2 separate regions of the Mus musculus genome follow, and region 2 is linked to region 1. A link is a contact called in public HiCAR-type data. All regions are on one chromosome and are shown on one strand. The core of a region is the stretch at or near the end of the contact, and the rest is flanking DNA. Distances in the headings are between cores, read along the strand shown. Region 1 overlaps Rasgef1b (RasGEF domain family, member 1B). Region 2 holds the start of Tmem150cos (transmembrane protein 150C, opposite strand).

Region 1 (7,579 bases), core at 585-3,084:
GTGCCTCTCATTAGGTCTGTGGGCTCCATCAAAATATATCCATTTCCTCTTCTGTACCCTGGCCCTAAGAAGTGGCACTATTAGGAGGTGTGGCCTTGTTGGAGTGGGTGTGGCCTTGTTGGGGTGGGTGTGGCCTTGTTGGGGTGGGTGTGGCCTTTGTTGGAGTGGGTGTGGCCTTTGTTGGAATGGGTATGGCCTTGTTGGAGGAAGTGTATCACTGTGGGCTTGGGCTTTGAAGTCCTATGTTTAAGCTCCACCCAGGGCGGAAGAGTCTCTTCCTGGCAGCCCTCAGATGAAGATGTAGAACTCTCTTTCCAGCACCATGCCTGCCTAGATACTGCTGTGCTTCCCACCATGATGATAATGGACTGAACCTCTGAAACTGTAAGCCAGCCCCAATTAAATGTTGTCCTTTATAGGAGTTGCCTTGGTCATGGTGTCTCTTCACAGCAATGGAAACCTAACTAAGACAATAACTACGGGTGAAAAGGACGATGTTTGCATCTGTGCCTACAAACCTTAGACTGTGTCTGAAAAATATTAGTGGCTGAATGTTGCCTAGGATTTCTTTGTAGAAAACAAACGCGCATCTGTGCCTATATTCCTAAGGTCTTTCCCTCAGGAGTGGATGAATTTTGAACCAGTTGAATGGCTATGGCTATGAGCCCATCCCTCCACCCACAATTCCATCCAGAAAGCAAAAGAAGACGCCACAACTCCTGGCTGCAGAGCTTAAAATGTATTGACATTGTGAAGGGACAACTTGGAGACAGGCCAAGCCTGTTGAGATGACGCACGGTTAAGACATGCTGATTCTCAGGATGGCGTCAGAAGGGTTAACCAACATGGCTGGAACTTGGCATTGTGCATTTTCATTAGCAGGGGATCACTACTCTAAAGTTTCTCCTAGAGTATCGTAATGGCTGCCTGCAGAACAACTACAGACCTAATTTAGATGTTAAAGTTGATCAGAATTATCAGCAACCTGGTTTGCATTTGGTCACTGCTGCGGGGCGAGGAGGTAAGTTTTCTTAATGGATTCCTTGTTTATATGTTTAGCCACCAACTGACTCCAGAGAATAATGAAAAATAAGTTAGGAAAAAAAAAAAAAACGACTGTGTTTAGGTCATGGATCCTCCCCCCAAGACCCTTAAAGTCATAGCATTTACATTTATGGGGATGGGGCAGCATCATGGAAAACTAAGTTAACAACAACAAAAACAAAACCTACTGAAAAATACATCTATAGGACACAGTGGTCAGCTGTAAACAGCTCAGAAGGGTAAAGAAAACATGGTCCCTTCCCGCAGGATGAGCAATCCTACAGTGACCCTTCCTGCAGGATGGGCAGTCCGACAGTGACAATCTCTGCCTTTTTTCCCCCCTAGTGGCTATTTTCCTACCACAGTGTTGCGCTTCATTATTATATTAAATAACTTAATGGGTAAGAAGGAGTTTGCTAGCCAGCAGCCAACTCAAAGCCTTGGAGGAAGAGGGGGACGGGGGAGGGGTGTTGACAATACCGCACTGGGTAAGGGGATGTCTGCAGTAGAACCCCACCCAATCTTTGCCCTCACTGGAATACTGTTCAAGCTGAGGTCCAGGATCCAAACTTGGTGGGTGGGAGGGGTTTCCCCTCCCTCCCTCTCCCTTTTTCATTTAAATTAACAAAGAAACTTGGGCTTCCATAGAGCCGCACTCTGTGTAAGTTCCATTAGCAGCAAATGTTCAGGCCAAAAAAAAAAATATATCACAAACAAAAGTCCATCCAGGTGCAGAGCTGTGATTCACATGGAAATTCCAGAAGATGAATCATGCGCAGAGCCGGGGCTTTCAGAAGATTCTCCCTCAAGTGTCTTCAGTGACGATTTCAGTCTCAAAAGAGATCCAAGTCCATCTGTCAGCTGTGGGAAATGAATTTCCCGTCTGATCTACAGCTGGGCTTGCTTGCAGGGTCTGGGAGGCAGTCCCTAGTACTGGATGCCAGAAAACAAAGGCCAGCCCCTCCAGGGTCCTCTGATGCAGCAGTGGCAGCAGCAGCAGCAACAGCAGCAGCAGCATTTTCCAGATGTTAAACTCTGCCCAAAAGGCTGGACCTGTGGAATAAAGGAAACACTTTAAGGCAGAGGTCCAGTTGTATTGGCTCGGAATGCCTTGCTTAGTGTTCATCTCTTAGTGCTCATCTCTGCTACGTTTTTAAATGTGTCGTTTTCACAGAGTTGAAATGATGGGTTAGGGATCAAGGACTGACGTCCTGAATGGTCCTTCAGGCAAGACTGCTGGACACTTACTAGTTATTAATGGAGACAGCCAAAGCACTGCCTACGGTAATCTCTACCTTGAGTGGTATTCTATTAAATCAAAAAGTGCACAGCATTAATGACAATGAACTTTTATGTACGTGTGACACGCGTCTGGTTCACAGGCTTACTTACGTCTTAGGGCCTCAACTGCTGTGATAAAATGCAATAACCATGGGCAACTGGGGGAGGGAAGGGTTTATTTGGCTTACGCTTCCACGTCACAGGCCACCCTCAAAGGAAGTCAGGGCAGGAACCTGGAGACCAGACGCACTCTGTAGGTCAGGCTAGCCTCAAACATGTGGTTCTATTGCTCCAGCTTCCCAAGACCTAAGGGTCTAGGTGTGCCGACATGCCTGGCTTTCGACTCTCAAACACACGCCGGCCAGAAAAAGATTGTCCCTGAGCTTATACGGCTGTAAACAGATCCCCGGACGCGTGTCTGGATTCAGCCAGGATGCAGCCTTTCTCACATGATGTTCTAGTCCCACCGCTAAAGTCTTTGGTTTACATATATTAAATGCAGTGCACAGAGCCTTGAGCTATACTATTCAGTCTTTCCTGTCAAACCTTGGATTTGCAACCTAACTTCTGATCTACACCAGAACTGAGTAACTATAAAGAAATTATGGGTAGGCTTGGGTTTTTGTAACTCAGGAATCCATGAGCAATTCAGATACTGAGTATCTTGCAGAACCAATCTGTCTACTTATCCACGGCAAGGTTTCAGGTACTAAGAATCTTACCAAAGGCCCTGCTTGTTTGGGGACCGGAGGTGGGGGGAAGAGGGTGATGACAAAGAAGAAACATGATAGGCAAAGTTCACCCTAAAATATAAATTAAAGGAGTTAATACTCCATTTTTCCTTTGTTTTTGTGACATACGGTCTGACCCTGGAGCTTGTGCTGGTCTTAAACTCAGTTCCTCTTGCATCAGCTTCTTGAGTGCTGAGACTATAAGTCTGGGCTATTTCACCACACTGCCCATATTGGCATTGACTTTGGTGTATGTCTGAACTAGTCTTGATCATCTGGTATTATATTATGTCCTGGCTGCTTTTTGGCCTATTAAAATATCTTACATGCTTAAAATACAAATACTTGCAAATTTGTTTAAAAATACTAATAGAATAGCCAAAGGTTTGTTGTTTTTTTAACCTACAAATTATATTTTAAGTTCAGATTCTCTCTCTCAAACCAAAGGAGACCTGATTTCTGATTGTTAACTGATATCCCAACTTTAACTGATATTAATTTTAGTCAGTGTTTTTGTTGGGATCCCACCCAAATAGCTTTAAGACTAGAGCTTTTAAACTGTTCAAAAATAAAGCCTGAACTTTAAAAAAAAAAAAGATTTATTTATTTATTTAATGTATATGTTTACACTGTAACTGTCTTCAGACACATCAGAAGAGGGTATCAGATCTCATTACAGATGGTTGTGAGCCACCATGTGCTGCTAGGAATTGAACTCAGAACCTTTGGAAGAGCAGTCAGTGCTCTTAACCTCTGAGCCATCTCTTCACACCCCAGTCTGAACTTTTAAACAAAGAAAAAAAAATTTTTTTTAAACTTGTTTGTTTTGTTGTACTATACAATGGGGTAATTTCAATTCCATATTCCATTACGTCATCAGGGAGGAACTGGAATCCTGCTATTATCTGCCACGGTAAAGAAGAAATAAAAGGCACCAAGAATTCCCAAGCCACAGTGATTCTGTAACCTGAAGGCAAGACTCTGAAGTGGAGATTCCTGGTTGCTTTGGAAACTCAGGTATATCACGTGATGTTTTTCTGGAAGCTGTCTTGTGAGAGGATGCTTTGTTGAAGCAGATGTTTAAGAGGGTGAGTGATATTTGGAAAGAGTATAAGGAGAACCCCACAGACAGCAAAAAGATGCTCTTGCATTGCCACACCTGCAATGTTTTGTTGGTCTTCACTTCACAGAGAGAAACTTGCCAAAGAACTTCTCACGGTATTCCAGCTGCTTCTGGCTGCTTCTGCTGACTCATACTGATCGGCAGAGCCTTGCTGTTTCTGCTGGATTGAGCCACTACTGCTGATTCATGTTTGGTGTTTGCTCTTTAGACTGAACTGACAACAGAGTGGAATCACCCCTAGGAACTACTTCTAAACAGGTCCACAAGACGCTTTCCCTATTAACATTTTTCTCCCCTACCTCTGGTTCGTGGGTTAGAAGGGAAGTTGAAACACTTAAGAACCCTAAATAAAGTAGGCTTTTAGACTCTGCCAAACAGGTCGGTGGGGCCTTCCTACAACAAGGCACGCATATGGCTTTCCTGAGGTAAAGCCAATGTTTCCTATAAAGTAGCACAATTATAAGAAGCATTGAGACTCACCTTAAAGACTTCCATCTGTCCTTCTCTATATTATTTTCGGGTCCTTCACTCTCGTATGAAGCCAAGTAGAGCGCTACAATCAACCAAAGGAGACAAAGGGTTACGATTGAAGCCATCTCCTGATACCATTAACCCCAGTGCTGAAAAGGCCTACTCAGCTTTGAGCCTATGCTCCAGTACACCCTTCAGATACACTGAGTTATCCTGAAGAACACAGAGCAGCTCTCTGCTTCTGACTAGCCATGGGCAACCCCATGGCTCTGAGCTGAGAAGGCCCTTAATTAATAAAGAATATATGAGGCAAGAAGCTTTCAAAATGCAAACTGTACTGTCCCGCCGCACACTCAGATTTATATTCTCTCTGAAAGGAAGGGCCATGCCTCTTTCCTGGCACCCTCGGCTCACTAACAGAAATCACGTGTAGATTGTTTAAATCCAAAAGATCTTTGAGAGCTTTTACATCTCAAGGTTGTAAAAGTTGTTGTTAATCTTATTTACAGAGATGAAAACAATCAGCTGCCTACCCCCAAACAGGCAATATGAATTCAAGATGTCTGCCAGCCATTACTGCAGATAGCGTCAACAAGTATGTAATCTCCCTACTAAGTGTTCTATGGACTACTTAGGAATTGTCCTACACATAGCCAGGCATTTCCTCTTCTTCCATTGTCCAGTGTTCTAACAGGTCAACACTATCCACACCTTTTTCAAATACCTTTTAACAGCTTCCCAATAGCATGCTTATCATTTGGCAGGACAGGCATTAGGAAAGATGTCTAATGTCCTATGTTTGGCTGATTACAAAGTGAAAACATTTTAGGGGTAAACTATAAGACTGTCCATGCAGCAGATGGAAAAGGTTGGATCAGCTCAGAGGCCTGGCATCATTCACGAGAGGCAGCCAAGTACCGGCATTCATCTGGGGGCATCTGGGGCAGGTACAAGCCAAAGACTCACCATCTTCACTGAATACAGGCACGGAGAGCAGGTATTGTAAGACCTTCCGGTCCCGCTCGAACGGACACTCCACCTGTTTCCATGTCATAAATTCACTCACTTGTTTGGCCAGTTCCCAAAATTTCTGAAAGAGAATTAAAGGATTTTAAGGGTAATGGTCAAGAATTATTGGGTTGCGGGGCACAATTCCATTTGAAAAGCACCCAGTTTGGGAACTTCAGAGTCATCGTCTCGTCCTCATTTAATAAGCACTGTGTTTGCTAGCTAGGGAATGGAAGATCACTCACATTCTCACAAGCGACAGTGCCACCGGGTGGAATGGCAGCTGTGCTATTTGGTGCTCTCATTTTCTTATAGACAGCAGGCCAATAGCAAGTTTATTCTGAGCTGCAGAATCGGCCTTGCTGCTAGGCTGGGGCACTGAGAAACAACGCCCTCTGGCTTTTGTTTTTAAGTTTTTAGTTTTTGAGACAGACTTTCATTATGTCACACTGCTGCCCTGAAATTCACTATGTAGACCAGACTGGCCTCAAACTTGGGGTAATCCTCCTGCCTCTGCCTCCTGAGTGTGCCACCAAGCCTGATCCTTACTGATATTCACATCCTACTTCGTTCCACTCACCTCAAAGTTGACATGGCCATTTGGAAGACGGTTGACACAGCCCTCGTTGAGGAAATAAATGTCTTTGATTAAGAGACTGAAGAATGGTATCACAATCTAGAAAGAAAAAGATTCAGAGTTTGTCTGGGTAAATAAATAGTCTCTTGTCACAGATAGAAGGGATACATGAGCAACGTTAACGTGCATTGCATGAAAGGCCACGGTGAATTATGGTGAATTACGGTACACTGTTCCTGTATGCTCCACGCTACACACTTCACTGCCTTCCACGGCTTAGCCTAGGATACAAATGTCACCAACACCTAAGCACAGTAGGGACCAGCATTGTTGGCAAGTGGATGGGTCAATACTTTTTGTTCAGATTTTCCTATTTTCTTCAATGTTTACTTTAGGTGCTGAAATAGAAGCACCTAAAAGAACTCTATTCATTTAGGGACCCCTTAATTATAGTAGTCTTAAAGGCACATGACCCATCTTCTTCCTATGCTCTATATTACCCCATCATTAGACATCTATGCTTGTTTGTTTGTTTGTTTGGTTGGTTGGTTTTATATTTTCCTCCTGACGCCATTTCTCAAGATAATGTGACAGCTGAAGGTTTTAAGTAGTTGTTACCGTCTGTGACAGCTGAAGGTTTTAAGCAGTTGTTACCATCTCCTGTAGAAGAAACCTGGCTACATGAGAGAGCGAGTCTTCACATGCTGCCCTGGAAAAGCCCCTTAGAAGAACCTTGCACTGTCTGTTGCCAGACAGATGCACTACAAGTGAGGGGGAGATGGAAATGTGTGAATTAAAATTAAAGACTTCAAAAGCCAATACGCTTCTGTAATGATACCTTCTTGGCCAGGATTCTGTGGTTTGATGAGGCGGTACTTTCCTGACTATCCTAGAGTAGCAATCTTTACAAGTATCCTGTATCGGACCCCTCCCGTCTCAATCAGCGATCGAAGTTCTGATACAGCCACTTTTATTTACTTTTTTCTCAAATGTGATATATTTGAAAAAGTTCTGCACTGTAAATAATTCGTCCAACAGATTATTTGGGGAATTCTGAAAACACCAAGATCAGGTCTTAGAAGTCTTCTAAGCTCATGACTCACGAATGAGAAAACAAACTTTTTGGCTCACGCACAAAGGGCAAGTGCCAACTCTCTCCTAGAGAGAAATTCAGATCTTTTCCCTGAAGTCTTTTTCAAAAAGCCAAAACACCTTTGATTAGTTCTGTTTCATTGATCCTTGAGAATAATCAAACGTATCTTCTGCTCCACTAGCACTTGCTCTTGTCTGCAGAGCGCCTGAAGCAGCATTCGCAAAGACTGTATGCACTTCCTTCTCCCTCTC
Region 2 (7,111 bases), core at 189-2,688, 860 kb after region 1:
GGAAGGAGAGCAGACAAAAAGTCCTTCCTACTCCTAACCAGGAAGATACCCATAACTGGTATTTTCTGGGACACACAGCTTCCTCAAATGGAGTGTCATTGGGTATGTCAACAACACAACTGGGCAGATTCCATGTGCTAACACACGTACACACAAACACCCCACGTCCTTTTGTGAGATCTCTGCATACTGGCTGGTTTTGTGTCAACTTGACACAGGCTGGAGTTATCACAGAGAAAGGAACTTCAGGTGGGGAAATGCCTCCATGAGATCCAGCTGTAAAGCATTTTCTCAATTAGTGATCAAGGTGGGAGGGTCCCTTGTGGGTGGTGCCATCCCTGGGCTGGTAGTCTTGGGTTCTATAAGAAAGCAAGCCGAGCAAGCCAGAAGAAGCAAGCCAGTAAGTAACATCCCTCCATGGCCTCTGCATCAGCTCCTGCTTCCTGACCTGCTTGAGTTCCAGTCCTGACTTCCTTTGATGATGAACAGCAGCATGGAAGTGTAAGCTGAATAAACCCTTTCCTCCCCAACTTGCTTCTCGGTCATGATGTTTGTGCAGGAATAGAAACCCTGACTAAGGGGCTGGTAAGATGGCTCAGTGGGTAAGAGCACCCGACTGTTCTTCCGAAGGTCCAGAGTTCAAATCCCAGCAACCACATGGTGGCTCACAGCCATCTGTAACAAGATCTGACGCCCTCTTCTGGAGTGTCTGAAGACAGCTACAGTGTACTTACATATAATAAATAAATCTTTAAAAAAAAAAAAAAAAAAAGAAACCCTGACTAAGACACTGCGTTTTGCCTTACTGGTTTTCTTTTTAGTTTGCTTTGATTTTAGCTTCTTATGAAGAGAGAAATTGGACGTGGGGGTGGGGAAGATCAGGGAGGAGAGAAAGAATATGCTAAAACTTTATTGTACAAAAAATATTTTCTCAGACAAGATGTTTGGCTTTCGATTCCATTCCTGCCATGGAATTCCTAACACCCATAGGACAGAACAGCAGTGTTTTATTCATAATGAACATCTTCTGTTTGTACCAGACTTCATGCTACTGAGGTAACTTTAGGATGAGGCTGCTCACCAGGTGCTTAGACCTCCAGCCTACCTACTTCCGGGAGGTTGGGGGGCAGCTGGGATGGAGAGCCTGGGGTGCACTGAGGGCAAGGGAGCCAGCCCCAGGCCTGCCTTCTTCACCCATGCACCTCTTCCATTTGACTGATCCTGAACTGTATCCGTCACAATAGAATGAGCATTAAAGAACGTGTTCTGCAAGCTATCCACAGCAAGCACGGACGTGTACGTGCACACCCACGAAGAACTGTTAGTGTAAGAAACAAGGAAGTCAGGATTTAGCATAAAACCCCTTTATTCAGTGGCCAGGTCCCAGTGAGTAATGTCAGTATTGGCTGGATGCTGCTGCTGCCGCTGCTGCTGCTGCACACTCTTAAGAACGCAGAGAAGTGTGTCACCGAAAGCTCTTTACTTGGAGTGTGGAGAGTAAAATAAAACCGTTTGTTCTTTGATAAAAATCTTTAAAATAGAAAAGTGAAAAGGAGGAAAGAAGAGAAACCTCATAGCAGTTTCAAAACTAACAGACATCCCCCTGGAGTATTTACGGTAAGACGCCTTTTTTAATAAGAGAATACTCTACTCGAGGCTTTCTCACACCACTGGGGGCTTTTCACTCCCTGCCCTGCCCTGCCCTGTAGTGATGAGTCCTCCCCCTCCTTCTTCACTCTGTCTTCCACTCTGTCGTTTGTCTCTGAATCTCTTTGATGCTCCTCACCTCCACTCAGAAACGAGCAGCAAATCTGTTCATTTGGACATTTACTGTGTGCTCGTGCTCGGCGCTATGCTGGGGGGCGGAGATTTAGCATTTGAACCCTTCCTTGGGAAGCTATACTTCAGGGTGAATTTACAAAACAACGTTTTCCACATTACATTCCGGGCTGTCTGAGCCCCCTAGGAGTTTGGAGAGTTTTTTGAAACAATGTGGGAGGGGGTGCTTGTGACTTGGTTGGGGAGGGGGTGCTTGTGACTTGGTTGGGGAGGGGGTGCTTGTGCACTTGGTTGGGGGAGGGGGTGCTTGTGCACTTGGCACTCTGTTGTTGGCACAGGGATCTAGGATGGCCTTGAACTCCTGCACCTCTGGGCTCATCTCCGAACAGCTTAGCAGTATTGCAGCTCCATTTGTGCCAATGTGATTTGCGGGAGGGCGATGTTTTTAATTTGCTTCTATAACTTCCAAATTTAATTTAAAGTCCCCAGTCCTCAAACTATAAAATTTGAGCAACACACGGATGTTAAAATCTCCCCTGGGTTGGACTAGCAGCAAGAGGGCTAACCTCCTGTCTTTCCTCAGAGCCCTCATACCTTTCACCTCCATGTAGATTTCTTTTGCGATTCTTCGAGAATCTTTTTTTCTTATTATTTCTTCAGATATAAATTAAGCTTGCACGTATACCCCTTTCATACTTGAAGCCAAAACAAGGTTCTTGCCTTTGGTCCACACCTTTGCCCACGAGGCCTACATAGACCCGTGAGAGTGGCACTTCAAAAAGAAAATGCAAACTGGAACTGTGGGTGATGCACTGTGGAAGGAAAAACCAAGCCACGCCCTCTCAGCCGTACCTCGTGCCATTCGCGGCTGACTGTCCCCGGTAGCATTCACGTTTGGAGATCTTCCTCAGGCAGAGTGACTCAAGTCCAAATGCTGGTGGCCGGCTTCTTTCCCGCTCACTCTCTGTAGCATGCTTCTCTCTCTGGATCCACAAAGCCGACCGCTGAACAGTGATGATGTCAGACTGATGGGAAAGCTCTGCCCACGCCTCTCAGGCCACGGCCAGCTTTAGTGCGGGGTGCATGCAGCCAGATGCTCCTAGGTTTCCACTCAAGTTCCCCTCGTGCTCGCCTCAAACCCTTCCAACCTGAAGGCGACTTAGGGAGCTGGCTTGACTCTCACTTTACATTCGGCCGGCCTTACTTTGCAGGAGGAAGATGCCAGGTTGGAACCGGGAAAAGGATGAGAAGCGCAAGGCCTGCTGGGAGGGCGTGGGGGGCGGGGAGGTGGTCATGCACAAGCTTCTGGCTCTGTCGTGCATGTTTTCGGTGTGACAGCGTGTATTTCCATACATGAGGGCTTGTGCTTGTTCAAGAAAGAAGTAACCTGCCCTGAAAAGCTCTTCTGTCAGATATGGCCGTGAGTGTGCATCCGTGTGTGTGTGTGTGTGTGAAAAGCATCGTGAGGTGATGTGTCGAGTCCCGTGAGTGTATCCTCCTGGCCCCTCCCCTGTTGCCACACCCACCGCACCCCCAAGGACAAACTGTTGCTACACCTGATCCGTCTGATATTCAGAAGCTTCTGACAGGCTTTCTGAGAAGCTCAGGAAGTTCTCTTGGTACTCGGAGCACACAATCTCATAGCGGTAGTGCCGGAACTCCACAGCCAGGGTGCCAAAGTACGCCAGGAAGCACATGACCAGGCCCCACTGGACCCTGGCTGCGTACATGTGGATATCTTGGGCCATCAGGATGAAATCTAGGGCACAGGAGTTAAGGAAGGTAATCGGGCATAACCACATTAGTCTTCCCATCACTGGGCAAGCTAACAGCAGCAGGGCTCGCTGAAGCTGATAATTGCATGTGGTATTAGACTGTATTGAGCTGTGTGCCGCGCTGGGCATGCTTCTAGATGTGTTCACAGATGATCTCCTGTAACATCACTGAGAGTCAAGAAATGGAGGCCAAGTGGGGAGCTTGCTGGAAGTCACTCATACAGGCACGAGTTGGTGGATTTACACAATCCACCAATCTTGGCCACCTATCACACCCCCAAGGACAAACTAATGGGCTACACCTGATCGGTCTGATATTCAGAAGAGGGCATTAGGTCTCAGGAACTGGAATTATGAGTGGTTATGCGCCCCACATGCATTCTGGGAACTGAACCCTGGTCCTCTGAAAGATCAACCGTGTTCTTAACCATGGAGCCATCCTCTCAGCTTCCATGGAGCTCATTTAGCACCCACATGGTGGCTCAAAGCCATCTGTAATTCCAGTACTAAATAAAGCACGATGCCCTATTATGACCTCCAAAGGCACCAGGTATAAAGTTGGTTCACATATATTCAAGCATGCACACATGCAGGCAAAGCAGTCATACATGTAAAAATAAACTTAAAATCTAAAAACTTCTGAAAAAAACCCAAAATAATCTCAAAAGACCAATAAAATATTAGATGACAGTCCTTTCCCTAAATGTGTATATACCCATATCAAAGAAATATATATGTGTGTAATACATATAGTGTGTGCACACACATATGACCATGGATATGGAAGTATGGGGGCTGAGCAGAGAGCAAAAGCTCACAGCATGTTTTGGTGAAATACAAACAGTCTAAGAACCAAAAACATTTGTTCAGAAAAATCAGATATGCCCCCTGGATTTATCTGTGGACTTAGACCCGTGCTCTGTCTTTAATGCACAGACCTATCTTCAGGGACTTCCAGAGACTGCAAGAGCAGGTGGAACTACTTCAGCAATCTTTACTCTCCTGATTCAACCTGGATTCAGGAAACCCAGACACTAAGCAACTGGACTCCCTGGTTTTGTGTTAACTTGACACAAGCTAGAGTCATAAGAGGAAGGGACCTCAGGTGAGGAAATGCCTCCATGACATCCAGCTGTAGGGCAGTGTCTCAAATAGTGAACAGTGGGGGAGAGCCCAGCCAACGATGGGTGATACCACTCCTGGGCTTGTCATCCTGGGTTCTACAAGAAAGCAAGCCAGTAGGCACAGCTCCATGAACTCTGTACCAGCTCCTGCCTCCAGGATCCTGCCTTGTTTGAGTTCCTGTCCTGACTTCCTTCAGTGATGAAGAGCAATATGGAAGTGTAAGCCAAATAAACCCTTCCCTCCCCAACTTGCTTTCTGGTCATGGTGTTTTTGTCGCAGTAATAGAAACCCTAACTTAGGCAGCAGCGCTTCCAAGTGTTCAGATGCAACCAAATCGGAACCATTAACTGTCAGCCCCAGAGTCACAGACAGTCTGCACATTCTTCTGACTGAGGGTAGAAAATGTCACCAGGGCTGGGTTAACTCGTTGGGGACATGGCAGCTTTGATTTCTTTGACCATGTGGCATCAGGTAGCTACAATCTGTGGGATCCTGGACAAATTAGCCTACCTGTGAAGCTCAACCTCTGATTGAAAGAATCAATACATTTCACGAGCTTAGAACGATGCCTAGACGGGGTAAGCGCTCAGCAAGCACTGGGTATTGCTGACTGGGGTGTGTAAGTGTTAGCTGTGGGTGACCATTTAGGAATTGTGACTCCCTCTTCTGAGGAGAACCTGCCTGAGTAGCTGTTGGTTACTACAGGGTGTAGACAAGGCCCGAGCCATTCGAACCCCCTTTACTAGGAATAAAAGCTGATTTCTTTTCATCTGCTCTGTGCTCAGTGTAAGTAATGGGTGGGGTGGGGTTGGGGTTTGAATGATAGATGCCAACCGCAGACTCGTGTATTTGAAAACTTCATCCCCAGCTGGGGGGTTCTGTTTGTGAAAATTACAGAACTGTTAGAAGACAGAGCCTTGCTGAGGGAAGTATGTTCCGGATGCAGGCTTTGAAACTTTAGAGCTTTGCCCCACTTCCTCATCCTGCTTCCTGTGTATGGGTGAAAAAAATGAACAGCCAGCTTCCTGCTCTGACCACTAAGCTTTCCTGTCATGATGGACCTGAACCCCGTAGATCTGTAAGCTTCAACAAACCTTTCATCTTCTAAGTTGCTTTTGGTCAGGGTATTTTTATCACAGCAACAGACCAACACAGACCAACAGAAGAGTGACCAACACAGACAGGGACTGGTGACTTCTATTGAGCCAGGGCTATGCGCTGGCTTGCCCTGCTCTCTGGGGGCTTGTCTGGGGTTTGAGGGAATGAGGTACACTCTGCCTTTCCCTCCCTCTGCTTGTTGATGACAGGGTGCAGATGGGGTCTGAGCTGATCCCCCCCCCCCCCTGTTCACTAGGAATCAAGGCTGGTTTTTGCCCAGCTCCTCTTTGTCTCTCCTCCCTTGGTTCAAAGTCTAAGGGGAGAAAAAGCATAGCACCCCAAAGGCTCAAATCTTTATCCAGGAAAACCACACCCCTAGGCTACCCAGTTCCTGAACTTGTTTTCCAGAAAAACGTATAATCCTGAGAGATATAAGCATTTGTCCCCTGCGATTCGTTTTAAGGATAACCAATAACCTACCCAGAGTAAGACTTAAAGTCATGGATACATTTTTTTAAGATGGAAAAAATATCACAACACTTTTGGATTTCTGTACTGTGGTTTTCATGAATGGAATCTCTGGCTGGCGGCAGAATGCCTGACACCTTTCCTGTAGGCTGAAAGGATCTTCAGAGAGCAGAACCTGCTTTGGTTTAAGTTACCCGTCTCTCTTTGGCTTGGTATAAAAAAAAAATCTGGTCTGAGATATATATATATATATGTATATATATATATATTTTTTTTTTATTTACTTTTATTTTTGAGACAGGGTCTGATGTGGTCCAGTGTGGCCTTGAACTCACTATGTAGGCAAGGCTGATCTTAATCTCCCAGTTCTCTAGCCTTCATCTCGAAGGTTCTGGGAATTTCATCTATGCTCCACCAGACCTGACTATTAATTTTTATTTATTTATGTAAAGACTTATTTGTGTGTGTGTGTGACTACTGTCTGCATGTATGTATATGCACCCATAGTGTGCCCAGTATCTGAGGAATCCAGATGGGGGTACAGCATACCCTCTCTGGAATTACAGGCAGTTGTGAGCCACCATGTGGGGGGTGGGAACCAAACCCCAGTCCTCTGCAAGAGCAGCAAGTGCTCTTGACCACCCGGCCATCTCTGTAGCCCCTGGCTAGACCTTTGTAAAGGTAGAGCACAAAGGCACAGGTTCATTTTGACGCTTTTTGACCTGACAGCTTTTCTACACAGGGGGAAGGGCAATGGTCTTTACCTGTGCTCTGCTGTCCCTGACAAAGAGCCCTCAAAGGATACACAGGACTACGCAGAGGGTAATGACAGCTGACAAGATGACTCTCGGGATCCCAGCTCTCCG

What was found. HiCAR-type assays count read pairs that join an accessible place to other places.
Region 2: a contact with region 1 is called in a HiCAR-type map of astrocytes, with 5 times the contacts expected there. The contact joins the promoter of Tmem150cos here to the enhancer-like site in region 1. A contact is called at or near these places in 9 of 39 promoter capture datasets (the 3T3-L1 cell line, the C10 cell line, the HPC-7 cell line and 5 more), 1 of 15 datasets of contacts at CTCF or cohesin (the NIH/3T3 cell line), 9 of 484 Hi-C or Micro-C datasets (the HL-1 cell line, the HPC-7 cell line, cerebellar granule neurons and 6 more) and 3 of 115 datasets of contacts at active chromatin or transcription factors (astrocytes, embryonic basal ganglia and embryonic forebrain).

Annotation. Positions count from the first base shown.
Region 1 is chr5:99,216,702-99,224,280 of GRCm38.p6, forward strand. Rasgef1b (RasGEF domain family, member 1B) reads right to left here. Exons shown (of 14, transcript NM_181318.4): 11 at 6,239-6,334; 12 at 5,617-5,740; 13 at 4,660-4,732; 14 at 719-2,097. The coding sequence ends at 2,073. Among named protein-coding and RNA genes, the nearest start is that of Rasgef1b, 32 kb to the right of the region's middle. Within about 2 kb of position 1,835, at least 20 of the 459 cell types and tissues checked have an H3K27ac peak or open chromatin away from gene starts, as enhancers often do. A contact at or near this core is called in astrocytes, where this site is marked.
Region 2 is chr5:100,076,524-100,083,634 of GRCm38.p6, forward strand. Tmem150cos (transmembrane protein 150C, opposite strand) reads left to right here and starts at 1,439. Exons shown (of 5, transcript NR_045993.1): 1 at 1,439-1,617. Tmem150c (transmembrane protein 150C) reads right to left here. Exons shown (of 8, transcript NM_001382851.1): 7 at 7,051-7,111; 8 at 1,349-3,538. The coding sequence ends at 3,330.